Regions from separate parts of the Mus musculus genome. Here regions 2, 3, 4, 5, 6 and 7 are each linked to region 1. A link is a contact called in public Hi-C, HiChIP or PLAC-seq and promoter capture Hi-C data. All regions are on one chromosome and are shown on one strand. The core of a region is the stretch at or near the end of the contact, and the rest is flanking DNA. Distances in the headings are between cores, read along the strand shown. Region 1 holds the start of Lrmda (leucine rich melanocyte differentiation associated). Region 2 overlaps Lrmda (leucine rich melanocyte differentiation associated). Region 3 overlaps Lrmda (leucine rich melanocyte differentiation associated). Region 4 overlaps Lrmda (leucine rich melanocyte differentiation associated). Region 5 overlaps Lrmda (leucine rich melanocyte differentiation associated). Region 6 overlaps Lrmda (leucine rich melanocyte differentiation associated). Region 7 overlaps Lrmda (leucine rich melanocyte differentiation associated).

What was found. Promoter capture Hi-C pulls out the DNA fragments that hold promoters and counts their contacts. A called contact is a pair of places that touch in the nucleus more often than the background predicts. HiChIP or PLAC-seq counts read pairs in DNA pulled down with a chosen protein or histone mark.
Region 2: a contact with region 1 is called in a promoter capture Hi-C map of liver, with 11 times the contacts expected there. The contact joins the enhancer-like site here to the promoter of Lrmda in region 1. A contact is called at or near these places in 6 of 39 promoter capture datasets (embryonic stem cells, liver, maxillary cranial neural crest and 2 more), 2 of 484 Hi-C or Micro-C datasets (Sertoli cells and bone marrow-derived macrophages), 13 of 115 datasets of contacts at active chromatin or transcription factors (the SCID.adh cell line, acute myeloid leukemia, a beta-TC-6 cell line and 9 more) and 2 of 9 other capture datasets (adipose tissue and macrophages).
Region 3: a contact with region 1 is called in an H3K4me3 HiChIP or PLAC-seq map of embryonic basal ganglia, with 4 times the contacts expected there. The contact joins the enhancer-like site here to the promoter of Lrmda in region 1. A contact is called at or near these places in 1 of 39 promoter capture datasets (embryonic stem cells), 4 of 115 datasets of contacts at active chromatin or transcription factors (embryonic basal ganglia, embryonic hindbrain, embryonic midbrain and 1 more) and 1 of 9 other capture datasets (adipose tissue).
Region 4: a contact with region 1 is called in a Hi-C map of uterus, with 4 times the contacts expected there. The contact joins the enhancer-like site here to the promoter of Lrmda in region 1. A contact is called at or near these places in 6 of 39 promoter capture datasets (embryonic stem cells, hippocampal neurons, liver and 3 more), 2 of 484 Hi-C or Micro-C datasets (bone marrow-derived macrophages and uterus), 8 of 115 datasets of contacts at active chromatin or transcription factors (acute myeloid leukemia, bone marrow-derived macrophages, embryonic basal ganglia and 4 more) and 1 of 9 other capture datasets (macrophages).
Region 5: a contact with region 1 is called in an H3K4me3 HiChIP or PLAC-seq map of bone marrow-derived macrophages, with 3 times the contacts expected there. The contact joins the enhancer-like site here to the promoter of Lrmda in region 1. A contact is called at or near these places in 3 of 39 promoter capture datasets (frontonasal cranial neural crest, second pharyngeal arch cranial neural crest and stem cell-derived epiblast-like cells), 1 of 484 Hi-C or Micro-C datasets (uterus) and 9 of 115 datasets of contacts at active chromatin or transcription factors (acute myeloid leukemia, bone marrow-derived macrophages, craniofacial prominence and 6 more).
Region 6: a contact with region 1 is called in an H3K4me3 HiChIP or PLAC-seq map of bone marrow-derived macrophages, with 5 times the contacts expected there. The contact joins the enhancer-like site here to the promoter of Lrmda in region 1. A contact is called at or near these places in 3 of 39 promoter capture datasets (cranial neural crest, hippocampal neurons and liver), 3 of 115 datasets of contacts at active chromatin or transcription factors (acute myeloid leukemia, bone marrow-derived macrophages and embryonic basal ganglia) and 1 of 9 other capture datasets (embryonic stem cells).
Region 7: an H3K4me3 HiChIP or PLAC-seq map of embryonic basal ganglia shows a contact between it and region 1, with 4 times the contacts expected there. The contact joins the enhancer-like site here to the promoter of Lrmda in region 1. A contact is called at or near these places in 4 of 39 promoter capture datasets (embryonic stem cells, hippocampal neurons, maxillary cranial neural crest and 1 more), 3 of 115 datasets of contacts at active chromatin or transcription factors (acute myeloid leukemia, bone marrow-derived macrophages and embryonic basal ganglia) and 1 of 9 other capture datasets (adipose tissue).

What each region holds. Positions count from the first base shown.
Region 1 is chr14:22,017,334-22,021,237 of GRCm38.p6, forward strand. It overlaps Lrmda (leucine rich melanocyte differentiation associated), which reads left to right and starts at 2,379. Exons shown (of 7, transcript NM_028275.1): 1 at 2,379-2,575. The coding sequence starts at 2,546. Gm41106 (a long non-coding RNA gene) reads left to right here. Exons shown (of 2, transcript XR_874397.2): 2 at 1-1,472.
Region 2 is chr14:22,807,138-22,810,756 of GRCm38.p6, forward strand. All of the region lies in intron 5 of Lrmda (leucine rich melanocyte differentiation associated), which reads left to right. Among named protein-coding and RNA genes, the nearest start is that of Gm30926, 7.6 kb to the left of the region's middle. Within about 2 kb of position 1,309, at least 77 of the 459 cell types and tissues checked have an H3K27ac peak or open chromatin away from gene starts, as enhancers often do. A contact at or near this core is called in adipose tissue, bone marrow-derived macrophages, forebrain and 1 more, where this site is marked.
Region 3 is chr14:22,743,680-22,747,479 of GRCm38.p6, forward strand. All of the region lies in intron 5 of Lrmda (leucine rich melanocyte differentiation associated), which reads left to right. All of the region lies in intron 1 of Gm30926 (a long non-coding RNA gene), which reads right to left. Among named protein-coding and RNA genes, the nearest start is that of Gm30926, 56 kb to the right of the region's middle. Within about 2 kb of position 2,257, at least 45 of the 459 cell types and tissues checked have an H3K27ac peak or open chromatin away from gene starts, as enhancers often do. A contact at or near this core is called in adipose tissue and embryonic basal ganglia, where this site is marked.
Region 4 is chr14:22,781,695-22,785,200 of GRCm38.p6, forward strand. All of the region lies in intron 5 of Lrmda (leucine rich melanocyte differentiation associated), which reads left to right. All of the region lies in intron 1 of Gm30926 (a long non-coding RNA gene), which reads right to left. Among named protein-coding and RNA genes, the nearest start is that of Gm30926, 18 kb to the right of the region's middle. Within about 2 kb of position 2,132, at least 60 of the 459 cell types and tissues checked have an H3K27ac peak or open chromatin away from gene starts, as enhancers often do. A contact at or near this core is called in liver, neural tube and uterus, where this site is marked.
Region 5 is chr14:22,910,867-22,914,834 of GRCm38.p6, forward strand. The region is part of intron 6 of Lrmda (leucine rich melanocyte differentiation associated); the gene reads left to right. Among named protein-coding and RNA genes, the nearest start is that of Gm30783, 20 kb to the right of the region's middle. Within about 2 kb of position 2,240, at least 2 of the 459 cell types and tissues checked have an H3K27ac peak or open chromatin away from gene starts, as enhancers often do. A contact at or near this core is called in bone marrow-derived macrophages, where this site is marked.
Region 6 is chr14:22,697,897-22,701,823 of GRCm38.p6, forward strand. All of the region lies in intron 5 of Lrmda (leucine rich melanocyte differentiation associated), which reads left to right. Among named protein-coding and RNA genes, the nearest start is that of Gm30926, 100 kb to the right of the region's middle. Within about 2 kb of position 2,580, at least 12 of the 459 cell types and tissues checked have an H3K27ac peak or open chromatin away from gene starts, as enhancers often do. A contact at or near this core is called in bone marrow-derived macrophages, where this site is marked.
Region 7 is chr14:22,647,188-22,650,744 of GRCm38.p6, forward strand. The region is part of intron 5 of Lrmda (leucine rich melanocyte differentiation associated); the gene reads left to right. Among named protein-coding and RNA genes, the nearest start is that of 4930405A10Rik, 110 kb to the left of the region's middle. Within about 2 kb of position 2,289, at least 58 of the 459 cell types and tissues checked have an H3K27ac peak or open chromatin away from gene starts, as enhancers often do. A contact at or near this core is called in adipose tissue and embryonic basal ganglia, where this site is marked.

The DNA of each region.
Region 1 (3,904 bases), core at 1,129-3,628:
AGGCTGCCATCCTAGCCTGTCTGTCTAGCGATGTGCTAGGAGCAGGACTGTCTGGAAGAGCAGGACTGTCTGGCAGAGCAAAATTCTGACCACAATCACAGCTGTCATCATTGGAGGCATAGCCAGTGGCTTCTAAGTGCTGCTTAGACACAGAGACAATGACAGCCAAAGTCTCGTGACCATTCTCCTGTATGGAGGTGGCAGCCACAATTATCTGTGGTCCTGCCAAGCTACAGTACCTGCCCTGAAAGTGAGACCAGGACTCTGCCTTTCCTTATCTAGTTGAGTGATGTTGGCATCCATCTATAAAGAGAGCAGAACAGCCAAGTCAGGGCAGGGACTCAGAAAGTGGCACTCCACAGTCCAGGGCTCTGGCAGGATGAGCATTTAGAATGAAAGGGGAAAGGGTGGGAGCACAGTGAGATGGTTAAGCTGGTAAAGGTGACCACTGTCAAGCCCAAGGGCCTGAGTTAGTTCTCCTGGACCTGCTTGGTAGGAGAGATCCAACTTTCGAAAGCTGTCATCCACCTCTTCAAGTGCGAACATGTATATATGTTATAATGGACACACACACAATGTAATAATAATTATGGGGAAGGGAAGGTCCCAGCTCAGCCTCAGAAGCAGTCTCTTCCTGTCTCCTGCTCTTCTGTCTCCAGCACCGTCTCTCTCTAGAAATGAGTCATAGAAGCCAAGACTCCTCATCCCCAAGGTGGATCCTGGGAACCTGACCCCCTCTCCCTCAGAGCAAGACTTACATCCTAGAGATCCTACTTGAAGCTGTCTTTCTGGGTGGGAGCTGGTCGCAAAGAAATCAAGTTGCCTTGTATGATGGAGAGTCCTTAGATCCTGATCCCAGAAGAGTCCCAGTGGGCTCCCTGGGGGAGGGATGCTCTCCTGCCCTCTCCCTTTAATGTTTACACACTCAATAGTGCACCCTTTTGTCCGTCATATTCCTGTTCAGCTAACTCAGCTTCATCCAGTCTGAGCTGTATCTTTGTGCGAGCGCACGCGAGCGCACACACACACGAACATACATGAATACATACACATGCACACACACACACATGAACATACATGAATGCATACACATGCACACACACATGCACACACATGCACACACGAACATACATGAATACATACACATACACACACACACACGAATACACATGAACACACACACATACCAACATATACATACACACACATACACACACACATGAACACACACACACGCACACACACACACACACACACACACACACACACACACACACACGGACATACACACTATTTTCTTCTCAGAGACACAGTCTTGTTATGTAGCCCCGTCGGGCCTCCAGTTTGAGATACCGCCTCAGCCCCTCAAGTGCTGTCATTACAGGCCTGTGGTTTCCCATCCACCACACCTTCATTTCTGAAGGCTCCCCTACCATGGAAAACTTGGATTAAATGTGTTTTTCTCTTGCTAACGTGACTTTGCTCTAGGCCTATCTATCAGCCACGACCCCAATGATAGGTAAGGACTGGCACCATCCTTAGGGTGGAGGTGGGAAGGCAAGAGCAGGCAAGAAGAAGGTTCCAGAGGGAAATCTGGAATGTGGGAGCTGCTGGTCTTGGGTTGGATTTCCCAGTCAGGAGGTGACAATGGTCACTTCTTCCTTCTGGAGGGTGAGGGTGAGGTGGGAGGGGTGTGTGTGTGTGTGTGTGTATACACGTATGTGTGTTTAGGCTCGTGTGTGTGCTGCCGACAGGATTAATAGCTTTGATTCTTACACATGTCTCTTCCCTTGGAGGAGAATAAGAACAAAAGGATCCTGAGAGTAGGAGACATTATCAATATTCCTGCCCTAACTTTCATTACTGTCAGCTACTGCGGTGGTGGTGGGCCTGAAGAGAGTAGGGGCTGTATGACCAGCTGACACTTTAAGGGGAAAATTCAACCTTTCCTTGTAGCCTTCTCTCTAACAAATGGAAACTCCATCCCACCAGGAGACCCATTCCCCACTGCTAGCAAGCTCATACTTTTTAGACTGTACTGGGGACTTTGAGTGAAGAGGCCCCTCCTTCCAGCAGTTGAGGACGGTTATGTAACCTAGATTGTGAAATTCTGGGAAGGCCCAGTTCTGAGTCGGGAACTAGCAGCAACTCTGCTGACACGTCCACGATGGGGACCCCCTTCACCCTTCACTTCAAGTCTGAGTCTGATGAATGCAATAAAGCTCTGGGCATTGGATTCTGGAAGGGGCACCTTTTGGGGAGCGGGGGCCGTAGAGGAACCGGACAGGAACTGGGCAGGAGAGAGGAGTAGTCGCGTGGGGTTCCCACGCTGGGTGCAGCGCCGCGGGCCACCCGCTGCGAGCTGCCCGGAGGTGCAGGTTCACGTGCACCGGGTTGAGCCAGCCAGCGGCGGCAGCGCTGCTGCGCACAGTTCTTGGTGGCCGACCGGAGTCTAGGGCTTCCGTTGGTCAGCTGACCTCCCAGTGCGGAACTGCGCCGCCCGCCACCCTGCTCAGTGCCGCCCGCCTGCTGGGTTCCTGCCACAATGGCTGGGCTCATGGTCAGTGGAACTCAAGTAAGTCGGTCCAAGTGAGCCCCATCTAGTCCCGGGATCCAGTTGGGGATGGGAGGGACAGAGGGGCACGGGTCTCCAAGGCTTTTAACCTGAGTGCCTTTTCCCTGGGAGGAGGTCGCATGTGCAGGTGATGTGTGCCAAGTACCCACACTTTCTCCAAGTTGAAGAAGGGTCAGACTCTTCTTTTGATCCTGCCACACTTTGTAGTGGTGTGATAAGCAGTTGAGATCCCCCAACTCCCTCTGTCCTTAGAGTCACACTGATCAACACTTAGGGACTAACTTCTCCATGCGACCCAGTGCTGGTGGCTCATATTTTTCACCAAAAGTGGTTCAGTTTCTTCTTTCACAATGCGGGTTTTAGAAGAACTTTTAGGGTGCAAGAAAAATGTTTTAATACGCAACCGTTTACCTATTGATACCAGGGCAACTGTACAAATGATCTGATACATTTACATGGGAGAAAGGGGGGAGGGGGCATGGCAGCAAAGCGCACAGAGTCATCAGAGCCACAACGAAAACCACAGAGTGTCGCCTGGCCGGGGGCTGGAGGAGCTCTGTTTTCACAATGAGGTTCCTTTTCAAGGCTGGTGGAGGCCCAGGGTGTGCTACATTTTTACTCTGGTTCTTGAAGAGGTGTCACTAAGGCATGGCAAGACTGGATGGTAGACACCCCGCAGTGCCCGTTTTCAGCTCTTTGGTAAGGTCTCTGGTAAACTCCCCTAGGCTGAGCAGGGACCCTGTATGTGCTGAAAAAAAAAGTAGTTTCTCTTTTGCTTTGCCTCCCATGAAGCCAGCACTCACTATGCAAAGTTCTCCACCCTAGGGAGACAGGGTGAAAGTTCTCCCTTTAGGCTCAGAGCATCAGGGATAAGGGAATTGTTCTTCCTCAGAGGCCTCAGAGTTTTACAAAGGGGAAACACAAATACCTGCTGGGTGCACCCTACCAAACTACTCCATTTTTTTTTTTTTTTTTTAAAAAAACAGAGTCTGGTAGTTTATTCCTCAACTGAATACATTTATTGAGTGACTTCTATGCACCAGGCACCCTGCAGGTATTGATGGAAATAAGCTGAATTGCCATCTCTCTGCTGCCCCTATTGGCCTAATCTCCTAGGATCCCTGGCTCTGCCTGGAGTCTCAGACAGGCACAAGTCCAGAGCTCAGCAGTGAGCCTGCCAGGCTGCTGTCAGCCTCCACTGAGCGGCCAGAAAAGGAGAATCTTATTTTAAGCCAGGGTATAGGGGCTTCTGGGAGGTTTGGCTTCCTAGAAAGAGGGGTGTGTGCCCGGGAAGGGGGTCCTGCCCTCATGCATCTGCCTACAAAGCAG
Region 2 (3,619 bases), core at 59-2,558, 790 kb after region 1:
ATCACCTGGAGAAATCCATAGAACTTTGTATATAGTGTTTTTTATATTTTTTTTTTCACAATCTTCTTTCTATTAAAATCCTAAAGAGCCCTTTCTGGAGGGCTTTTCCATGGGCAACCTTTATAAAAATATAGGCCGTACGTCAAAAGGAAAACCACCACAAAACTCCTTTTCTTCACACAATTCATTTTAAGCTTCAAAATCCCTGCAAATCCCCAGTCTCCTTTTGCAGGCTGGTTCCCACTCCCCAGCCTTCCTCATCGCCCCCCTCAAAGGGAGAAAAAAGCATTTCTTCCAAGGACTGATAAGTCTTTGGCCGATGCTTAGCAACTGCATTCCTGGGCTGTAAGTAGCTGCAAGCCCCTTTGATGTGTCTGTCAGGGCAGATTTATTTTGTTTTAGCACATTGTCTACTTGTCCAGATGTATCGGGAGATAAAAAGAAGTCATGTTTACACTCCTCCTTCTCCTTCCTCTCTCTCTCTCTCTCTCTCTCTCTCTCTCTCTCTCTCTCTCTCTCTCTCTCTCTCTCTCTCTCCCTCTCTCTCTGAGATGTAATTAAATTGTGGATTTGATGAGTCTTGGGGAGTTCCACTTGAAGGAAACAGGAAGTGCCTGGAGTCAGGGAAAAAGGAAAACTTCTTTGGCAGTAGGGACACCTGACTTGGTCAAAAAATAGAGCCCAAGCAGCAGCTATGGCTCGGCTCCGGGAAGCTAGGGGCCTTGTTCTGAGTCTTTTGTCCCGTTTTTATGCAAGGTCCACACAAAGAGGGGCAATGTCCCTCCAGCCCTCCTGGGACTGTGTGTTCGTGAAACCTTCCTTGTTGCTGTATGCAGGCATGGACAGAAGACCTCTACTCTGTTCCCTCCTCCATCCTCTCCCCCTCTTCTTCCTTCCCTCTTTCTCCTCTCCCCTCCTTCCTCCCTTTCCTCCTTGTCCCCTATTCTGTTTCTCTCATTTTCCCTCTTCCATGTCTAATTTCTCTCATGTCAAGATACCACCCTATCACGTTTGTGGTGGCTCGTCTGTTGTCACTCAAAGCTAACACTGTCACTTGCCTGTTTCTGTATCCATGCAATCTCCCCTTCCCGGGGGGTTGATTCCCCTTGAAGTGTGGCTGCCATGCTTTCCGTCCTTTGCTGACCTGGGTTTCTTAATGTTCACATTTACTAACACCATTCCGCGTCCTGTTAATGACCTGCACCGACCAGGACAGGATATATAGTATTGCTGTAGACCGGCCGACAGCAGCGACCACAGTCTCTAATCTGCAGCACTGCCAGCTCTAGATTTACATCTCAAATAGGTTACACTACAGCTCCCCCTTCTGCTGACTGAGCCGCGCAGCACGAGGGCTGCATTGCAACCGGGCTCCGTCCCTAATAGCAGTCCTTAAGACCCTGTCTCCTGTCGTTGGAGGATCTGGCAGTGACTAATGGATGCTTCCCTGCACTCCTTTGGTCTTCATTTGGATTAAACATTTTATGATGCATTCATCAAAAAAATCACAGGTTGCAGGAGCAAGAGAGAAGTATAATAAAAGGCAAGCCCAATTAAGTGAGCCGTATGCTGCTTCACTTAGCATGGGGCCCAGTGGCCTCTTGTTGGAGCCCCAGCCCAGCCTGAGGACTCTGAATGCATCTTGGAAGCCACGGGCTCTGCTTTTGTTTCTATCACTTGTGGATCAGGCTGAACCCCGGGAAGGAAGTCTTCTTTTGTTCTAAACAACCTCTGATGACTCCTTTTGGCAAAGTGTGTGCTGTAACTTAAGCCCTTGCATGCAGCAAGAATCAACAGGGCCCTCCTTGAGAAGAGGCTGCCCATGAGGAATGGGGGTTGCAGGACCCTGTGTGTTCCACTCAGTGAGCATCAAGGGCTCTAAAGGGGTTATTTCCCTTAGAAAACAGTGTGCAGTGACTGGGAAGGCTGATACAAATGCTTTGCTACTTTGTTACGTTGTTTTGTTGTTTTATTTTTAACTTATTTTTTACTTTGTTGCTTTGAACCCGTGGAGACTGAAGGATGGTGTTTGTTTAGCATTAAATAAATGTATTTTATCGTGTGACAAGAATTTATTGAGACATTACTATGAGTCAGCTATTCAGGGTTGTGGTGACAAAATGTGTGGGGAGTTTGCAGTATAGCAGGGGACTATCACTAAGGCAGAGCATGCTGGAGAGAAAGCGTCAGGAGAAAGATTATTCTATTCGGTGAAGATCTCCGGATCTCAGGACTGAGCACCTGAAGGAATAGAAAAGCTGCCAGACAGGTTCCTGCTTGCCAAACAAGGGGAGAGGCAAGAGTCAGGCCTGCAAAGAAGGAAAGGCTGTGCCCTGGGGCCTTATTGGCCATGTTCAAAGCTTGAAATTCAGGCCAAACTTTACATGCTGTTTTAAGCAGAAAAGCAACTTTGTCAGATTTCTGTTTTAAAAGAACATTCTAAGGATTATTGCTTCAGCTAGGACTTTTGGGGTAGGCCAGGAACTCAGCCTCTAACTTGTCTATTTGTTTATTTGTTTGGGGACAGACTGTCCTGTATCTTAGGCAGTGCTCAGACTTGCTAGGCGGCCATGATGGTGTGGAACTTCTGATTCCCCTAACCTCGTCTCAAGCACTGGAATTATATGGCCTTGAGGCACCATGCCGGGTTTATGCAGTGCTGGGGACTGAGCTCCAGGCCCCATGCATGCCAGGCCAAGTACTCTGCCAGCTGAGCTTCGTCCTTAGCCCTCAAAGTGAGCTCTCCGGGGTTCTTTGGTGAAGGAAGGCGAGTGCGTGCGAATAGGGAGTTGTGGTGAAAAGCCAGTGGAATTAGTTTCATGCCGACCAAAGCCAGCACCCAGAGTCCCAAAATAAATTTTTTTTTAGTGTCGTTTTTCTCTTGGCTCGTTGTTGTTTCAGTGGGTTCACCTCCCCTTCTGTTTCCTGCCCCTGTGTCATTGGCCTCTCTGGACACCAGGGTGGATACTTGCAAGCTAAACCCAACAAACCCAGGGGTCCTGTGTGTGAATGAAAGGGAACGAACATACGGAGCCTTCTGTTTATGACTGTGGCAAAATACAGTTGAGACAGTCGAGACTTCTGCTGGGACAGAGTGAGGTCAGGAAAAACGTTTAAGAATAGCTTTTATGAATGGAATATGATGGAAAAAATGATCTCCGAAGCTCACCCTTCCTCCTCTCGCCTTAGTTCCTTCCTTCCTTCCTTCGCCTTTTCTTTCATTTACAAAGTTTGACATCAGGTTTTCCCTAAGTACCACACACATCCTAGAATAGGATTTCCCACAAAGGAAGCCTCCAGGCCTCCTTGTGTCCCTTCAGACCAGGGTGGATTACAGATTTGAAGACTTGAGAGGTGTATGGGGAGGTTTCTTTAGGAAATGCAGCTTTGAAACAATGCTACACCCCCCCACCCCCACCCCTGCCTCTGGCCACAGGAAGAAAGAAGTTGCTGTAATAATTAGAAATACTACATGACAGACTTAATCGTGTTGATACTTGGTCATTTCCCAAGCTGGATTCAGCTGCTTAGATCTGGTCTCTCTCAAGGAAACAGCTTTACACATACATGTTTAGATGAGTGGAACTTTTAGTGTCAACAACTGTTGATAGTATGGAGC
Region 3 (3,800 bases), core at 1,007-3,506, 730 kb after region 1:
GTCTAATGTTTGTGTGTGTATATGTGTGAGAGAGATTCTTAAAGCTTTTCTTGCTTTTAGATCCTATAAGATAATGGCTACAGACCCCACAACTGTGGGCCTACCTACCTACAGAATACCGTGTTTCCTTAGGTGATAGATACTCCTGCAGGATTTTAGAAGGAAGAATGGACAGCAAGGAGGGTTATTGATGCCACAAAGTTTACAACTAATGCCCTTACACTATTAATCTATAGGCAAAAAAGTGATTTGTTTGTTTGTTTGTTTGTTTATTAAGAAACTATTCACTGTGCTGTAAAGTTATCCTTGCAGTCAGCTGAATGTCTTTTTTAAAAATAATTTATTTTCATTTTATATTCATTGGCATTTTGCTTGCATGTATATCTGTGTGAGGGTATTGGATCCCCTGGAACTGAGATTACATATTCTAGCTGCCATGTAGGTACTGGGAATTGAACCCAGTTCCTCTAGAAGAACACACAGTGCTCTTAACCTCTAAACTATCTCTCTGGTCCCAGCTGGATGTCTTTGGAAATAACCTCTACATTGGCTTCAAGCTAGAGAACCACAGGACACATCTTCCAGGCTTCCATTGCACAGCCAGTAATGGCTCTGGAGAAGTAGAAGATATTGTTGCTTACAGTGATGGGTTGACTATTTGCCAAATATAAGGCAGGATTAGGCTAGGATATAGTGTTGAGGTATAGAAGGGGAAGTTCATTGTTTGGAGGAGAAAATTAAAAAAATATCTACATGAGGAAGAGTGTTCAGGCTGCCCAGAGATCTGCAGGTTGCCCAGGCGGTCAACATTCTTGCCATATGGCTGGTGTGGACACTGGAGAGCAGGGCAGATGTTTAATAGGAATTGTTGGTCGTGATTAAATCCTAAATAGCCACATACAGTCAAGACTGTGCTCAGAGGGAGATATTGAACCTTCTAAGACCTTCTTAGAAATAGGATCCTAGAAAGCAAAGCTTTGGAGAAAGAAATGAACTAGTCCCGTTGGTAAGTGTGGGAGCTAGGAAGTACTTGGGCTAGATTCAGGATACTTGGATCCTTTTCTTTGATAGCTGCTGTCAGCACCTAACCTGAGTGACCTGTTGTCTTTGACATTGACTGGGGTGCCTAGCCAGTCCAGAGACTCAGTCTGCTCTAACTAAATCACTTGCGTTTCCCTGAAATCCAGCAGCACAGCAGAGCTGGGGGTCAGGGGGAGCTGCCTCTTACAAGCCCATCAATCATTGCCTATTGAGTCAGTTGTCCCCACAGAGAGGAAAGTTGGCATCAGAACCAACGCTGTTCAATGGTGCTGAATCAAAGCTCAAAAGCATCACCCCGCATCTGAAGTGACTGTGGGTCTGTCGGTAAATACTAGGAGAAAAGACTTCCTTGGCTCTAATTCTAGCTCTCGGTTCTACAAAAGTAGATAAAATCTGTGGGAAAGATGAGTAAACACCATTAATTAAATGAGGTATTTATTCTTGGCTTAAATTAGAAAAATTACTTTAAGAGCAGAAAATCTCAATTAAAACAACCAGCCTGATTTTATTTTATTTTTCACTGTTCAGAAATGGGGAAGAGAGCAGGAGTAAAACAAATATATATTTAGGGATGACACCATCTTGGCATTTCCAAGCTTTCGTTTCTAAATATATTCTTTATCTGAGCTGTCTCCCAATACTTTTAATATAATTAAAAGCACATAATGAGTGCCAGACTTGTCAATTCCAACAACAAAGTGCTGAGTTTTGCAGTGAAACTGAGAGATCCATCTCCCACACATTGTAATGAATAGGTTCATAAAAGGAAAATAGTTTAATTACATTTTAGTTCATGGATTGTTAATAGGCTGGAGTATCTAAATTGAATAATGTGATTCTGGTAATAATTATGTGTAAATGAACTTGTTTAAATGATATTTTACAGCTTCTTTATAAAATTACAGCTAGAGGCAATCCAGTGATAGACAGACAAAGGCCATGCAAAAATTATCATAAACTATTAGCTTGTTTGCAAAGGGTTTTATGTTAATCTTTTAGTACTTAAAGCAATCTGCAATTAACATATCATGGGGAGCTGCCTCAGAGCAAAGGCATGCAAATTGAAGTGCTTAGATAAAAAGCCATTCATGTTGGGGGTGAAAAAGAGAGAGAGAAAGAAAGAAAAAGGAAAAAAAAAATCAAAGAAAGGGTGGTAAAGTGCTCAGAGGGTGCTGGTTGTATATCTGAGATTAGGGAGGTGTAATGACTGTATTATCTAACTATGGTTGTAATTAAAGCGTTTCTCTTGCACACATGACAATAGACACCACATTGATTTCAGGGTTTTAATTGTGAAAGTCATTTTATTTCAGGGCACAGGATAGGAATAGCTTGAATCAAAGGGCTAGAAGATTGCTTTGTTGATAATATGTGTTCAACAGCTGCCTGGCTGCTTAATACACAAGTGGGAGAAGGCAGCAAGAACCAAGTGGGAAGTGCTGAGGATTGTGAGTCTCCTGCTGGCTGCCTTTCCTTTTATGAAAAAGGCAGGGAGCTGGGTACTGAGTGTAAACAAACAGGCTTTCAAGCCTCACCCCTTCTTTCCTCCCTAACTTGGCAGAACAAAAGAAGTCTTCAAGGGCCCTGAACTAACTCCCCTTGCTGCGCCTGGGAAGCAGCAGAAGCTTATGCCAAGTCATAAAACCATCCTCGCTGGTGGAACTAGCACCTCGCTAATGGAGAACAAAGGTCTGTGAGGGGCTGTGGTAGCTAGGATCACACGTACCCTCCTGACAGGCACAGTTGACTGGGAGATCAGGTTATTTACATTACATTACAGTTCTAGCCACAAAAATCTTGCACTCTCTTAGTTTGAGTTTAAGGGGTTCCTTATCAGAGTCTATATACAAATTCCAAGTGGGAAATTAAGTGAGGGAAAGAAAATCACGTCCAATCCCAGAGCAAAGGGAAGACTAGCAGGGAAGGGAGCTAACTCAGCCGGGACTTTCTGCAGTATCACATCCATCACATCCATCGTATCCAGGGGTACTTTTTTTTTCTTAACAGTTCAAAGCACTGGTGAAACTAGTGAATTCTTTCCTTGCTACTCATCTGGAGAACAGCATATTTAAAAGTGTGACACTGCTAAATAATAGTAGACATGGTTTGCAGGTAAGTGTACCTTTAACTGATACAGTTTAAAATGACCAGAAACCAAAATGTAAAATAAAATAAAATGATGATGATGATGATGACAATGATGATTTATTTAGTGAGTATTGTCCTAAGCAGTACTCAGTTTGTTACTGACTCCTCATAACAACATCAAGGAGGTTCATGGAATGCTCTCCATTAAAAAAATAAATAAACAAATGGTACTACTAATAATAACAAAACTAATAATAAATAAACGGAAACCAAGGCTCAGAGAGACCAAGAAAATTGCCCAAGGTTGCACATCTAGTCAAGTGGCAGGTGAAAACAGAGGGAATCTTCGATCCTTTGGTAGTCTATAAAGTCCCAGAAGCCTATTCAGATTAGTGATTTATAAATAGAAAAATAAAAATATTATGAGAAAGCAGAATAATCTTCTTAAATATCTTGCTATAGAGATATGTAGGGGGTCAGTTTTGGTGATGTGAACCTTTACTCATAGCAGTCAGGAGGCTGAGACATGAGGATTGCTGTGTTCAAGATCACCTTTGGATATATAGTGTGTTCCAGTCTAGTCTGGGCTATCCAATGAGACCCTGTATTAAAGGAGGAGGTGGGGGAGAGAGGGAAGAAGGAGGAGGGAGGAGGAAGAAGAGGAAAAGCAA
Region 4 (3,506 bases), core at 882-3,381, 760 kb after region 1:
TCCTCCTTCAGAAGCTTTTATAGAGATCCTGTCCTTTTTGTAAGGTACTGGGATTTGTAGTTAGAAAGCTAAAAATGAGTCTGATAACTCCAGTCTTCAAGAAGCTTACCAAAAGGACCTTCCACACAACCATCCTAGCATTCAGGACTAACTAATAGAGTCCTTTCCTACAGACCTTCAATCTCATGACAACACCCCCACCCTGTGGTTGCCTGCTATCTCCTTGAAGAGTTCACGGACTCCGAACTCACTACTGCCCTTTCTGGCCAAGGTAACATCATGGCCACTCAAATTCTAGGTGGAGGGATATGTCCTAATGAAGAGCCATAGTCTCTTATACTGTCAAGGAGCCATGGAGACCATCTTCAAGCTAGAAAGTTGAAAGATGATGGGAAGTGGACTAGAAATGTAAAGTTCCTTTGTTGGCTCAGAGTCATGGCAACATAAAGGCAAAGGGCATGCTGTGAGACTATCTCATGTAACAGTGGCAGGCTGGAGACAAGGTCAAAGGACCTGTTAGAGACAGACAGGAGCAATGATTTGGAAGACCTTGAATGCTCTCCACATGTCAGGTAAGGGGATGGCCCTTATGAAAGTCATAATTCTACCTCTCACAAGTAGTTGGCTGAGTAAATCCCTATCTGTAATCAAATCTGCCATGTGTCCCTGTACCCATAGCCCATAACTCAACTGGACAATTACCCCTACACCCCCCCACACATACATCCCTCCCCCCCCCCCCCACACACACACCATGGTTTTCCTTCAGTTCAAAGACACATGGTTGGACGAGGAATTATTATAGGGCCCTCTGCTGGCCTGATTTTCCAAGCAGATCTGGTTCATGGGCATCACAGCTCTGTGGGGAAGCTATGTCCGTCTGCCTTACCTGACAAAGCCTCTGAGTGCTGCTTACACTGCTGGACATGTGCCAAGTGGTGTACCACCTCAGAGAGAGAGGGAGGGAGAGGGGGGAGAGAGGGGGAAGAGAGGGAGAGAGAGAGAGAGAGGGAGAGAGAGAAGGAGAGAGAGAGAGAGAGAGAGAGAGAGGGGGAGAGAGAGAGAGAGAGAGAGAGAGAGAGAGAGAGAGAGAGCTGATTTGGGGTTGGGACAGGTGTGGGTCAGTGATAAACAGGTCTTTGCCCATGATTTTGTCTCTCCCTATGATACTGAACCCATCACTAGCAAAGAAATTTAATGCAATGATTTCTCCAAAAGCCATCGAACCCCATTGTAGCCCTGCCTGAACATATAAATATACCCTTCCTGAGGACATATTTGCATTTTTGGGTGAAAGAAATCCATATATATGGCAAAGATGTCTCTGTAATTATAGAAAGTTTATTTCTGTCCCCAGATGTCAGCAATCAAATTCCCCATAAATATATTTTGTGTAAATCTGTCGGCAGCTGGTCTCCATTCAGTTTTCTGGAGATATTAGCCTGTCTTTGAGTTTATGACAAAGTTAAAAATTATTCATTAAACTGACCTGCAGTATATTCAGTAACTGGAAAATTGCCTTGCCGTTCTATTTGGTTTGTAGATGTGATCACAAGTAAATTTTTAACTTAATTAATTGGCCGTTTCTGTTGACAAGAAATTTATGTGGTAATAATTTGCTCGAAATAGATGCCGACTGTAGGAAATGAGATATCCATCATGGGCTTGTGTTCCAGCAGCTGCACAGTGGCTATTATGAAAGTATTTCAGCCTGCGTCGACCCCAGTGTTTGTGCAGTCAAGATTATATATACCCACGATCCATGGCCTGCCAGAGAGGCGCTGGTGGAGGTCTATGATAACAAAGACTCCGTGATTTATGGCTTGCTGTGAAAGCAGAGCTTGATGAGATTAAACAATTTCATAGCACAAGTGTTTCTCAAGACCTGATTTGTAGTTGCAAGCTGATGGTAAATCACATTTATATATCTGCAAGCGTGCTCAGCAGAGGACTGCAATTACAGTTTAAGACAGCTACTTTTTATTTAATTTTTATCCTGGTTTTGTCTCTTTTATATCCCCCTTCGTCTGCAAACCGTTCACCTTCACAAGTCCTTTCGTGGTTAGGAGGCCAAAGATTGAAGTCAGTGATCTTCTTCTTGTCCTCTTGCCAGCTGGGAGGGAGGGGGGGTGGAGTTCTCAGAGCAGTGCGGACTGGCTCAAACTGGCTTTGACTGGTGTGAGCTCTTTGTTCTATTCTGTGTCCTGTTTGCCTTCCTCAGGGTGTATAGCAGACACTTGTGCTACTTGGCACACAGATGGAGGCCAGAAGCCGTCCTCATCCTGGTTGGGAGGGCATCATCTTGTACATGATGTCTGGGAAAGATGGGGATTGCTTTCATTTTGGAAGTCAGAGTGCAGTGTAGTAGGGGAATGAGGAAGCTCACAGCTGGCTCCCCTTGAATGTGACATTGGAACTGTGCTTTTCATGCAGACCCCTGAGGACTAAACTCTGGAACCAGTCCACTTAGTCACTTAGTGATCTAAAAAAAATGATCTACTGTGGCCTCATCTCTGTGCTAAGTAAGCAATAGGACAAACATCTCTGCCTTCCTCACAATACATGGGTGTGTGTGTGTGTGGCTAATAATAATAATGACAATGATAATAACATAGTCTTAAATGGTTGGTGCTTACATTACTGGAGGTTGGAAGGGAAGAAAACAGCATCACTCCTAGCTGAGGAGGCAGAGAGAATGAACAAGGCAGGGACTTACAAAGTAGATTGTAATTTAAGTAGTGGGAAGAGAGTTCTGGACATTGCAATGGTTTGTATAGTCGAAGACGTGGGCTCAACTATGATAATTGTATCACTGGATAATTGTAACAACGGTATAATAATAGCAGTACACATTTCCAGTACATCATCTTACTTACTCTTGGAAACCCAGACCTTGAACATTCTTGTGATCTTTGATTCTCGAATGTTTTGTTGTCTTTCACCATGGAATGGTGAAACGAGCAAGAAAGCATTGTGCCTCTAGGCCATCAGTCAAAGCTCGAAGAGCTCTGGCTGTTCACATGGGCCTGGTATAAACACAGTCACTGGGTAGAGGGACTCAGAGAAAGTCACAGGGACAGGAGGTGATGCGATGAAGAGGGCTGAGATGGGAGTGCACTTTGATGATGGAAAGAAAGAAATGCAGGAGAGACAGGGCAGGGGCAACTCCAAGCATTTCTACTCCTCACAGCATCCAAAAGAAGCAGCTTGATTTCACCTACCAGGACCTGTTTACAAATGGCTAACATTCAAACAGTAAGTCTGTGCTCTTTTAAGACACAGAAGCCATGGCAGTGTGTACAGAAAACCTATACAAGAGCTAGCACATTTTACTGGGCTCCACATTGAGTCTGTAACTGATTTTAGTAGGATAGTGAAGGAGGTGTTTTTGATTTCTGTATTTTCCCAATTCTGTACTAGTTGCAAGGCTGGTAGTATTTCTGCCTATTTTGCTCACAAACCTCTAGTGCCTAGGACAAAACACAAGATGTACTCACATCCATTAG
Region 5 (3,968 bases), core at 990-3,489, 890 kb after region 1:
AGCTTCACTGCATAGTTGGAATACAACGTTAAATAACAAATAAATGCTGTGAGAAGTCAAGAGAACTACAGAAAGAAAGGCTTTTCTCTCTTGCTTGTTAAATAGAAGCCAAGGTATCATCATCATCATCATCATCATCATCATCATCATCATCATCATCAAACATTGTTAGTTCTGTACCTGACAGCAGTACAGTAGTAAACCATCTCATGAAGAGTGAGACAACAAACAGTAAACAACAAGATGATATAAAGAGAATAAAGTGAGGTCATGAGCTAGCATGGCCCAAGTATGAGAAGGTCGATTAGAGCAGACCTCTGACAGAAGGAAATAGGAAGGCAGGGCAGTTTCTAGACAGAGGAAAGCTATACAACCAAATCTTTGGGTATAGAATAGGGTTTGGACACAGAAAGCAGCAGAGGCCACAGTAACCATAGAGGAAGGGAGACTGGTGATCTTACAAGGTGAGGATCCCTGGACCCTTCACTCTCAAACTGTTCCTGTGATGAGCTTGCTTGTCTCTGAGCTGTTCATGTCCTGGGGTCCTAGCTTTTATTTTTGTCTCCTACAAATGGTGGAGAGATTTTACTGCTGCAAGCTAACTGAATGCCTTCTACTTTAACTTAATTCCTTTTTCTGTGTCAGCCTAGCTATTTTACATCCTCTAATATGGATGTGTTCTGTATGACATAATAACATAAGCCAGGAAATGTGTAGTATCTAGGATGGGCTTTGAGGATGGACTGTCTCCGTTCCCACACATTTGTAGCACTTCTGGATTTGTCTCCACGGTCACAAGCTGACACCTCATAGCCCACATCTTGGCCCTAGTAGCATCTGACTTCCTCTCCCTTTGCTACTAACCTATATGGTTAAAGTAGGTTGTAAGTTCTCCAGCTGGCTCCAACCTTATCTCTTTTGGAGTCTCCTATGAGTACCTGTTTCCTTCATGCCTGGGATTATCATCTTCGGTGATTCTCACTAAAAAATAAACTAAAATAATAATGATAACATCCCAGCCAGATGTAGGCACTAGCATTTGTAATCCCAGCATATCAGAGGCAGAGGTAGGAGGTTAGCTCTGAGTTCTGAGCCAGACTGGAGTCTATAGACAGCCTGGGCTACAGAATGAAACCATGCCTTAAAGCCATCCAAGCAAACCAATTTAAATGAATACAACAAAAAATAATAATACCCCAAAATACAGTACAGGCTTTGAAGAGCAGGCATGCAGCTGGAGCCTGGTGCTAATAAAAACTAAAAATGGGGATTCTTGGGGGTGATTCTTGGTAATGTTTATGTCTAGCATCTAATCTTATGAGTCAGAGGTGAGGAAGGAGGGACTTGATTTCAATTCCTAGGTCCCAAGTTTTTCCTTTTCATCTGCTGTGCTCATTCTGTGAGGCCCCATGAATCCTGGTCTATAAAGACCCTCAGGACCAGGAGTAATTGGCTTGTTCCGGATCTACAAGCAGTTCCTTTAAAAATTGGGGGGTGGGGGTGGGGCTGCTGAGAAGGAAATTAAGTAATTTTGTTATTTTTTCCTTGATAATGCTAAAATTATTAATCTTCAAAGATAAGTACCATTCAGTGCATAATGAGTTGGAAATGTTGATTATTATAATTTTGAAGAATTTCTGCTTGCTGTCAGCTAAGTAATTAAAGGGGTGGTACCAGGGTTCAATTTTGTTCATGATGGTTGTAATTCTGGTGAGAATTTTTCACATGGTTAAAAAAAAAACCAAGAAAGAAAAAGAAAAAGAAAGAAAGGAAGGAAGGAAGGAAGGAAGAAAGAAAGGAAGGAAGAAAGGAAGGAAGGAAGGAAGGAAGGAAGGAAGGAAGGAAGGAAGGAAGGAAAAAATAAGCCCCATCCTTGTTCTAGGCCCTTTGGCTCCCTCAGTGAAATGGAAGAGATAATAGAATCAAGTCCTGAACTGCACTGAGTGGTACTATCTTGGCTTCCATTCTCTAGGGCCTCCAGTCTCCTGCCAGATATTCCCTTTGTTCTTCTAAAGCTGGACCTTAGGCTAGACTCCACACCTTTGATTAAACAGATGCGTGATATCTAGGTCCCATCTGCATCCTGGGAAGATCCCTTCCCCTTGTTGCCCACTGGGTCCCTCACTCAATTGCCCACGAGCCACCATTATTTTGAAACTTCTTGCACATACCACAGCTGAACTGAAGGAAAAAAAAATGGAGCTGAAAGAAAAGAGGAAGAGAAAATGGAAAACTAATGATTCAAGAAATCACAGAGCACGAGATAATTCTATTTTGAAATCACAGCAGTGGCGCCCAGAGGCGGAAGCTCCCCAAATTGCTAGTGAAAACCCTTTGATGGATCCAGTTGTAAGAAAGCCCAAGGCACTTTTTTATATTATTATTATGAGCGGTTCACATTCCCCCAGAAGAGGCATTTAGCAGCCATTTTTAAATGTCCGTGCGTGTGCAAGCTAAAAAATAAAATCAAAATAGAAAGACCTCAGAATATCTCCAACCCTAAATGGCCTCATTTGATTGCTGGCTTTTACTTAGAATAAAAGCCACGTTCTACAAGGGTGCTGGAGATGCTCTGAGAACTCTCGGGCCTCATTCATCCCAGACTTCCTCCCGTTTATTCCCTCTTTCCTGGCTCTTCTGGAGCACAGGATATGCTGTCTACTGAGAGCCCAGGCCCTCTTCCTGCCTGGAGTGTTCTTCCTAGGATATTTGAGGGGCAACTCCTTCCTTTCCAAGAAGAGGATTTCCTTCTTTAAGGGCTTTGTCCTGTTGCCCTCTTTTGTGAACCACGTGGTCCATCTTTTGTGAAAGCAATGTTGTGGATATGATGAAGGATCCTGAGATTGGAAGGGTGTCCTGGATAGTTTTGGTGGGGACAATGTAACCATAAAATCCTCATGAAAAAGAGTTGTATCAGGGTCACAAAAAACGAGATGATGTAGTCGCAATAGAAATGAAAATTGGAGCAAAGGTGCTTAAAGGTGGAGGGGAGGAGTCATAAACCAAGCAATGTGGGAAGCCTGTCTAACCCTGGAAATGTCAAGTAACTAAAGTGCTTCTTCCTGCTGATAGCTTGACTTTCTGGAGGCTACAGAGAACCATTTGAACAGCTATTTGATACAGCAAGGCTGGTGTTTGACACTTACTGGAACAACAACTGCCATGTGCCTTGAGGGTAATGGGAGAAACCTGGGTAGGCTTCCTGGTATTCAGATGAGGAGGGGTTGAGCAGAAGCCAATGTGGCCTTGCTGGGCGCAGCAGGAAGCTACTCTTATATCTGCTTAATAATCCAGACCTGTGATCACATTAGTCCAAGTGGGTCTATTCCTTCCTTTTAAGTACACAATTGGCTTTCTCTAATCATTCCAAAGTCAGGACATCAGGAGTCAGAGCTTGGGTTTGTTGGTTTCTTAAGAGTTATTTTGAGAATTTTGTATATGAATTCTGTATTTACATTATTTCCACCTAGCTCTCTTCCTGCCTCCAACTCCGCCTCTCCCTCTTAAATTTATGAATTTATAGTTTAACTGAGTTGATTTCGTGTTGCATGTGTGTGTATGTGCTTAGGGCTGACCACTTGGAATTGCATTCCCTATCAGGGACCTCACCCTGGAGGAAACTGTTTCCCTCTCTCAGTAGCCATTTATTGCCTATAGTCCTTCATCTAGGGATCAGCCCTTAAGAAAACTCCCTTGTCCACAGGGACATATCTAACTGGTGTGGTTATCGTGTAAATCTTGTTAAGAAGCCATATTGATGAGATTACTTGGGTTTAGCACCTAGCCATGTCCAGACAACACTGTCTCTTAGATGCTATCCCGATCCTCCGGCAAAGCTCAGGGCTGATGGGAGAGGACAACAACTATCCCTGGAAGACCTGGATCCCAATATGATGGAGAGAAGAGTGAAAAATATCACATGCTGTCTGTCCGTTCTTTCTTTCTCTCTCTCTCTCTCTCTCTTTCTT
Region 6 (3,927 bases), core at 1,330-3,829, 680 kb after region 1:
TATGGTAATCCAAAGGAAGCCGAATTTTGCCAAATGCATTCCTGAGTTCTTGATTTAATGGACAATTAAGTATAGTTTATCAAGCATTATAAATAGTGCTTTGCTTATTTGAAAATGGCTATGTTTTTAAGCTGGTTTGAAATTCTTCCTAGTTTTTCAGCCTCAAAGCTGGGTAGATTTGTTACTCAGTTGGCTTTTGTGTTACTCTGCTCAAACACGTGAAGCAAGCCACTTAGAGGAAGAAATATTTCAGTGTTCTGGTTCAAGGTTTCAGAGTTATCAATCTTTTGCTGTAGGGAAGTTATGGCAGAGAATACATTTCAAATCGTGATTGCCAGGAAACTGAGTGGAATACAAGAAGAAACCTGGGCAAGATATAGCCCCTCAGGTGCACACCAATGATGTACTTACTCCAACTGGCCCCACCTCTGGCCTTTCAGCAGCCAATAGTCTCATCATATCATGAACTTATTAAGGGGTTGGCCCATTCTTTTGGCCAGAGCCTTCATGATCTTGACTTCTCTGGAAACGCCTCAGGCACAGCTTTGCACACCTCCTAGGTCTTTGTCAATCCAATCTCAAGTTGGCAATTTAAATTAACCAATATGGGGGTAAGGAGCTAGAGAGGTGACTCAGCAGTTACACTTGTATGAAATAAAAGTACTGATTACTCTTGAAAAGGGCCTAGGTTCAAATCCCAACATCATCTTGGTGGTTCTCCATAGATCCAGTAGAATCCAAAGTTCTCCTCTGATTTCTGAAGGTACCAGGCATGCACATGGTTAACATACATACACACAGGCAAAATACCCATCCTCATAGAAGAAATGATCTAAACAGAAATTAACTAACATGGTAATTCACCTGTGCCTTTGCTAGCATGATGGAAATTGATAGCTTGCCCAGTTTTACATTGTAGACAATGAGCTGATGGGGAAAGGGAACCACCATTTGTTGACTGCCTGCTATCTTTCATGGTCTCATCCTCACAGGCCATATATGATATAACCTTTTTCCAGAAGTGATAACTATAGTAAAGTCAAGTGATTGAAGTTTGTCTGAAGGGGTTGAGCTACTGTTGAACCCCTCATTTATCTAGTCCCGAAGCTATATTCTGTTGTCTTTGCTCTCCCACACTACCACTTATTTGTGCCAGTCTGACAGTAGCCTTCCTGTCTATACCCAGAGACAGGTCTTATGTCTCCTTTTAGCAAGAGTAATAGACACAAAAAGAGGAGGGGATACTATTTAATCCCAGAGAAATAGGATCACAAAGTGAGTGAGTCTTGCACACACACCTACCTCTCCAAAGCTTTCATGGATCATGTTAAAAATTGAAGCAGATGTTCACTAAAGAGTACTCAGACGGTCTGGGCAATCCATGCATCTTAGAGACAACTTTATGGTGGGCCAGAGAGACCATGATGAGTACTGCCTGAACAGCAGCTTGAGTGGATTGGGCTGTGAAAGAAATCACAAAGCCCTCAAGGTACAGATTGCTGCTTTCATTGGTTGATGTGGGCCTTCCCACATCAATATTTTTATTGTGTCCATGAAAGCACAATAATTGACTATAATAGGGTAAATAATCTCTGGGACATTTTTACTCAGAAGCCCTTGGACAAGTAATAAGTCCTTAGAGTATAACAGTATTTTGGGACTAACCAGTCTTAAGGAAGACAGATACCACACTAAGAAGAAATAGAGCTATCAGAAAACCAAGAACCATTCTAGAAAGTGCCTGAGGGTTTAGGGAAAAGAAGTTCTGAAAACTCCTTGTGCTGTAGAGTTAGGTATAGTTGAGAAATGTCCCTCCTTTGGCATCTCTTCTCAAGACCAACTCTATTCAGTAGATATCATCGGCTCAGCTTGTGCCCTACAAAGGGCCAGGTCTACCAGAATAGGAAAGCAATCTCTTCTGTGGCAACTTGGCCTTGGAGCTCCAAGCACAGTTCTATCCAGAAAAGCATCTTATTCAAGAGGGAGCATGTTTTTTGTCTCCTGTTTGAGAAATGCCCAGTGACGCTTGTTGAGGAAATCATTATTTCAGCTCTCGGTGCTCTTTCCTGCAGGTGGGGAGGAACACTTTAGAAACATCATTTGTGGACAAAATGAGCCTGTCATGGAAGAGAACAGCTAGGTTGCCAAGCACAGTGACTAGCAGCCTGGAGGATTTTCTGGTTGTGGCTTTAGACCTTTAAGAGCTGTTGATTGAAGACCTAGTTGAAACCAGACTGTGTGTACCTACCCTCCTCGTTTCCTTTTCTATTTAATCCAAAGACTGCTGTTCACTGCTTGAGAGTAGAGTTGATGACTGATTGAAAACAATGTTTCTGCAACTTAGGTTGCTCAAAGGGAGTACAGGAGAAGGGGGTCCTGTAGAGGAGGAGGAAATGGAGGAAAAGAAAAGACCTGTCTCTTCGGCTCTCTAAAACTGAAAGTAAGTTTTTGGCCAATTTTGAGCCTATGAGCCAACTGAGTCACAGAGGTTAGAGGTGTTTGCCTATGACCCATATCTGGCCAAAGAGCAACATGAGTCATCTGGAACACTCTTAGTTTGTAAAGAATAGTTGATGAGATAGAGTCACATGGGAACAGGGTGGCAGGGAGACTAGGCATCACATGTGGATGCTTTGCAAGAGTCTAGGGCTATTTTGTCAACAGGAAAGAAGCTGCTGCCAGGGATCATAGAAAATGAGCTCCAAATACTTTATTTTAGATGGTACACTGAGGCCCTATAATGTAGTTGTATAGAGACTAAACTTGCTTTGGTGTTAGGAAGATAGTGACCTCCCTTTGTTAGGGCCTGGAATACCCGATAACTGGCTAAGTCTACTGCATAAGAGGAAGCCACTGTTTATGGAAACCTGTATTCAGTGGGCTTTCTGCAGGAAGAATGTCCTTTGCAAAGTTAAGTGAACATGAAGATCAACATCAGAGTCCATCCATGTGCTCATCAAGCAGGGAGTGGGCAGAACTCACATGCATCCATACCACACCCAAATTTCAGGAAGCCCAAGTATCCTCAGCATTGTGCTGTTATAGATCTGCTGTGGGCCTTCAAGCCCTTAGCCTGAGTTCCTTCAGAGCCCAGATAGGAGGGAGCTTTGAAGGGAGGGACTTCGTCCTTGGATACATTTTGGGATGAAAGTGAGTGTCTGTTAGTTGTGTTCCAGAGGAAATGTGGTAACAGGAAATATTAAAATCCCATCCATGGCTGAGATTCCACCTATTCTCCTAAAAGCAAGAACTCAGTACTCAGAAGAAGCTGAGTTGGGACAAGGTCTGAGAGGAGGGCAAATCTGAAGCTTTGGCAGAAAGCTAAAGAGATATCCTCAGGCTCATTTGGATATAGGAGACACTTTAAAGAGGATTCAGAGCACCAGAAAGCCAGTCCCTAGACTGGGCTGATACAATGGAGTCCCTTCTCCTGTCTCCCATATTCTGATATGCTCCTCCCAGTCCTTGGCCTCACTAACATGCCTGTACATTAGGATACACATTCTTGACTCTACCTTGTTATATCTGTTAATCTGTATCTTATTTGAAGTCTAGGATGGAATAATCTTCCTGAAAACTCTGCCTAGCCTTATCATCCCACCACAGTGTCTCTTTCCTCTGAGTTCAGGAGTAGAAGACAGAAGATGACAGCATAGCCTGCTATTTGGTTTCCTCTGTTATTGAATTGAATGTCACAGTAAGTCCCCAGGAAGTATATTCTCCTTTGACCTCTACTAGTTGAAATCATACACACTCCTACATAGAACTAAGTCCTCAAAATATTGGAGGGAGGAGCTCCTCTCACATGTAGCAAAAACAGCCTCCTGGGCCCCCTTCTCCTTTTTTGTAGGATTCTTAATAGTAAATTAAGTTAGAAGCATTTGTTCAATTCCTTCCACATTCCAGAAACAGGCAAGTCAAGAGTCA
Region 7 (3,557 bases), core at 1,039-3,538, 630 kb after region 1:
AAGAAGAAGAAGAAGAAGAAGAAGAAGAAGAAGAAGAAGAAGAAGAAGAAGAAGAAGAAGAAGAAGAAGAAGAAGAAGAAGAAGAAGAAGAAGAAGAAGAAGAAGAAGAAGCTCTAGCCATGCCTCAGCTTGCTGCATTAATTCTAATTTAGAAAATCTCCCCCACCGATGTGGGTAGGGGTTCCCATGGGGGCTCATCTTTTCCTCGTGTCAAAATTAGTCATTTAAATTAGAACCACGTTGGATAGCCTGGGTGCAGCCAATGTTGCGGCTCCAGTCCAGGGAGCAGTTAAATGTAGCCACCTGAAGTTGATTAAAACTTCACCTGTCAAAGCCAGTATGCCCACATTTGAAAATCTTTAATGTAATTAAGAGAAGCACATTATGGGAGGTCAAGTGACTTTCCTTTTGAATTCTACTTCTAATCTGTCGTCAGATGGGTGGAAATTGCCAGCTGAAAGAATTAATGGAAGCTACGAGAAGGAGTGCAGGCGGGGGTAGGGGAGTGGGAGGGGGAAGAAGCTGGTGGCAGGAAAGCCAGATGGAGGTTCTGCCTCCTTGCTGAGGTGAATAAGGAGTTTAGGGGAGCCCTAGCTTCTGCCATGAGACCTGGGGTGGAGGGTCCATGTGTCCTCACTGTGTGCACATCAGGGACTATAGGGTAGGGGCCTAAGGGTAGCTGCACAGCTCTCTTGCTTATCACCAAGGGAGATCTCTGGCCAGAACAGCCTGGACAGGCAGAGTGGAGCTGGCGCCGGCCTTCATCACCCTTCACTCAGTACTGCCTGATTAACATCACGGTTCAGCTTGCCTCTTGCACTGATCCCCACAAAGAGCCTGAGAAGGAGGGCAGGCACAAAGAGCCTCCCACTGTCCAGCCTCTGACCCCAGGCTGTTCCTCGGGAAGTACTTCTCCCAGGTTGGCAGCCATCAACACCTTAGGGGTGGGGAAGACCCACAAGGCCTGGGTGTGACCCTTTATTTCCTTCTGGGCCTACGGTTTCCTGGCCTGCTAAAGCCATCTCTCACTGTACTGGGTGTGGCCCAGCTCTGGAGATCCTAGTGCAATTTCAATACCAGAGTGCTGCCTTTGGAGATTAAATTACCCAGGGCTTTGCTGTGTGTTCTAGCCTGAGGGTGTTAGGGTGCCGTTGACAGAAGGCAGAGCATTTCTCCTTGCTGCCCCCCTAGCCCCACCCCTATTCTTTACACTTCGAATTTGTGTACATTAGTGGAGGTATGTGTTTGAAAAAGGGTTACATCTGTCAGAATGTTGCCACTGAAGATCTGCCCCCTTCCTTGGAAACTGACGTGAGAATAAGCAACACATGACATTTTGGCTAGGCTCCCGAAGAACAAAGTTTCCAAACTGGAGGACTTAGGCCACTCCCCTTTGACTTCTTCCTGCAACTTAACCAGGGGCAGAAGGCTTCAGGAAAGAGGGGGGCATGATGGTGGTGGTGGTGGTGGTGGTGGTGGTGGTGGTGGTGGTGGTGGTGGTGGTGGTGGTGGTGGTAGCATTTGAATTTTCTAGTCAACAGTGTCTCTGATGTTGTCTGGGAAGTGTGAACGTCTCCACGGTAGGTAGGATATACACAGTCTTTGGGACAGAGTGGACAGTCAGGTCAAGTTGAAATACGCATAGGCATCTTGGACTGTCTTAGACAATTGAGCATGTGCCCCAGAGGGTCTTTTAAGTTACTAGAATTAAGGGAGAGGTCACAAAGCGAATAAGCGGTTCTTAAAAGGGTCTCAGGGAGCCTCTTCTCATTCTTGTCTCTGCTTACATGTTCTTGGGCTTGGAGGCCTGCTAGTCTCCGATGAAAAAGAGAAACCAATGTTGGGATGGAAGAAAGATGGTAGGGAAGCGAGTGAAAATCCAATCTGAAACTGCCTTAAAGTTAAGTGAGGAAATCTGAGGAGAGGCATAGTCAGGAATCTTCCCTGTCCACCATGCTGCCTTTCTTGGCCAATAAGAAGATGCCTTCCCATCTCTCCCTGCTTCCTGCCTCCCTCCCAACACCGCCTCCCGCCCCCCACCAAACAAAAAACAAAACAAAACCAAACAAAACAACCGGAGCAGTGTTTCCGAACACAACTCCTTGTCTCCAGGTAAAAGCCAGCACAAGGTGGTGATGGGGGAGCAGGTTACCCCTCAGCTCCAGCTCCCCCACCCCCCTACCCCCTGCTTCCTCAGCCCCAAGGTCACAGGTAAAAGTGAAGAGTTCTTGCCAGCTTCTCTCAAAGAAGAAAGCTGTCTGCTTGCCATGGTAACCTTTTCCCAGGTCTGGGGCTGTGAGGATGAGGTACAAAGTTCACAGAGCTTCTCATTGTGAGCTCTTTTAATCGTGCCCCCCCACCCTACCCCATCCCAAAGCCACGGAGGCTGGTTTACAGCAGTATTTAAAGCTAAGATGCCAAATGAAAAGTTCCTCTTTTAGGTTGGTGCTTATACAAAGCTGCTTTGTGGTTTTTCTCGGCCTGTCAGACTTGTCAGGCCTAGTAAGAAAAAGTATATTGTTTCCAGCACTTGGATTCCTTTCTCCCTGACATCTGCCACTCTGTAAAGATGATAAATTCCTGCCTCATTAGCCAAGGGTGTGGGATTACAGGCTGACAACACATTAATCACCAGCCTCGGTGGCAGGCTGACTAGCAATAGGCATTGTTAACAAAACTTTTCTAATATGTCACTCTTCTCTATGACAGCGTGTAATCAATCATTGTGATTGACGGCGCTGATAGATTACACTATTTATACTTTGTGTAATGAAAGATAGTGTTTCCACCTACTGTCATTTCTGGACTAGTGACAGAGGATCGGTGAATGGAAACAAACACAACAACAGGGCAAGCCCTCATTGCCCCCCAAAATATCTACAGAAGTCTCCCACCTTCCCAAGCCTGGAGTCTAGTTCCTATTTCTGGAAATGAACACAGCCTCAGGACAGGACCTTCCTTGGTGGTGATTGTGGGATAAGACGTGATGGTGGGCAGTGCCTGGAAGGATACAGGCACTGTGGATCTTCAGGGAGGGCTGGTTGCAATGGGCATAGTCCCAGATTCTGTTAGGTCAAGTTGATACAGGTAGATTCCCTAGGCGGCTCTCTGTCGGCTTAAGCATGTACCACTGAGCCCGGGCGCTCCTCCTCTCCTGCCAGATGAGAGATGATTTAGATGTTGATAAAATATTTGTTCTCTCATGACTCTGAGGGCAAATATTATCCTTGTTGCCCATAATTGTACAGCACTTCATAAGTCAACAGCACCCGGAGTGAGCAAAAAGCCAACAGTGGGAGGGGGCGGGCAGCTGCTGCTGCAGGCTCTGGCTGGGACCTGTTTCTCCAGCCCTTTGAAGCCCAGAGAGTTACAATCCAGAGGGTACTAGGGACTGGGACAAACCAGCAATGCATTCTGCTCTCTTGTACCAGGTATTTCTGGGGTGTTCTTCCCATCATTTTTATTTTGGTCTAAAACAAATTTGTAAAGGATGCAGGCTATTTTTGACCCACTGGAAGCTCTCCTTTCAGCATAGTGGCAAGTGCGGGTGACGTGGG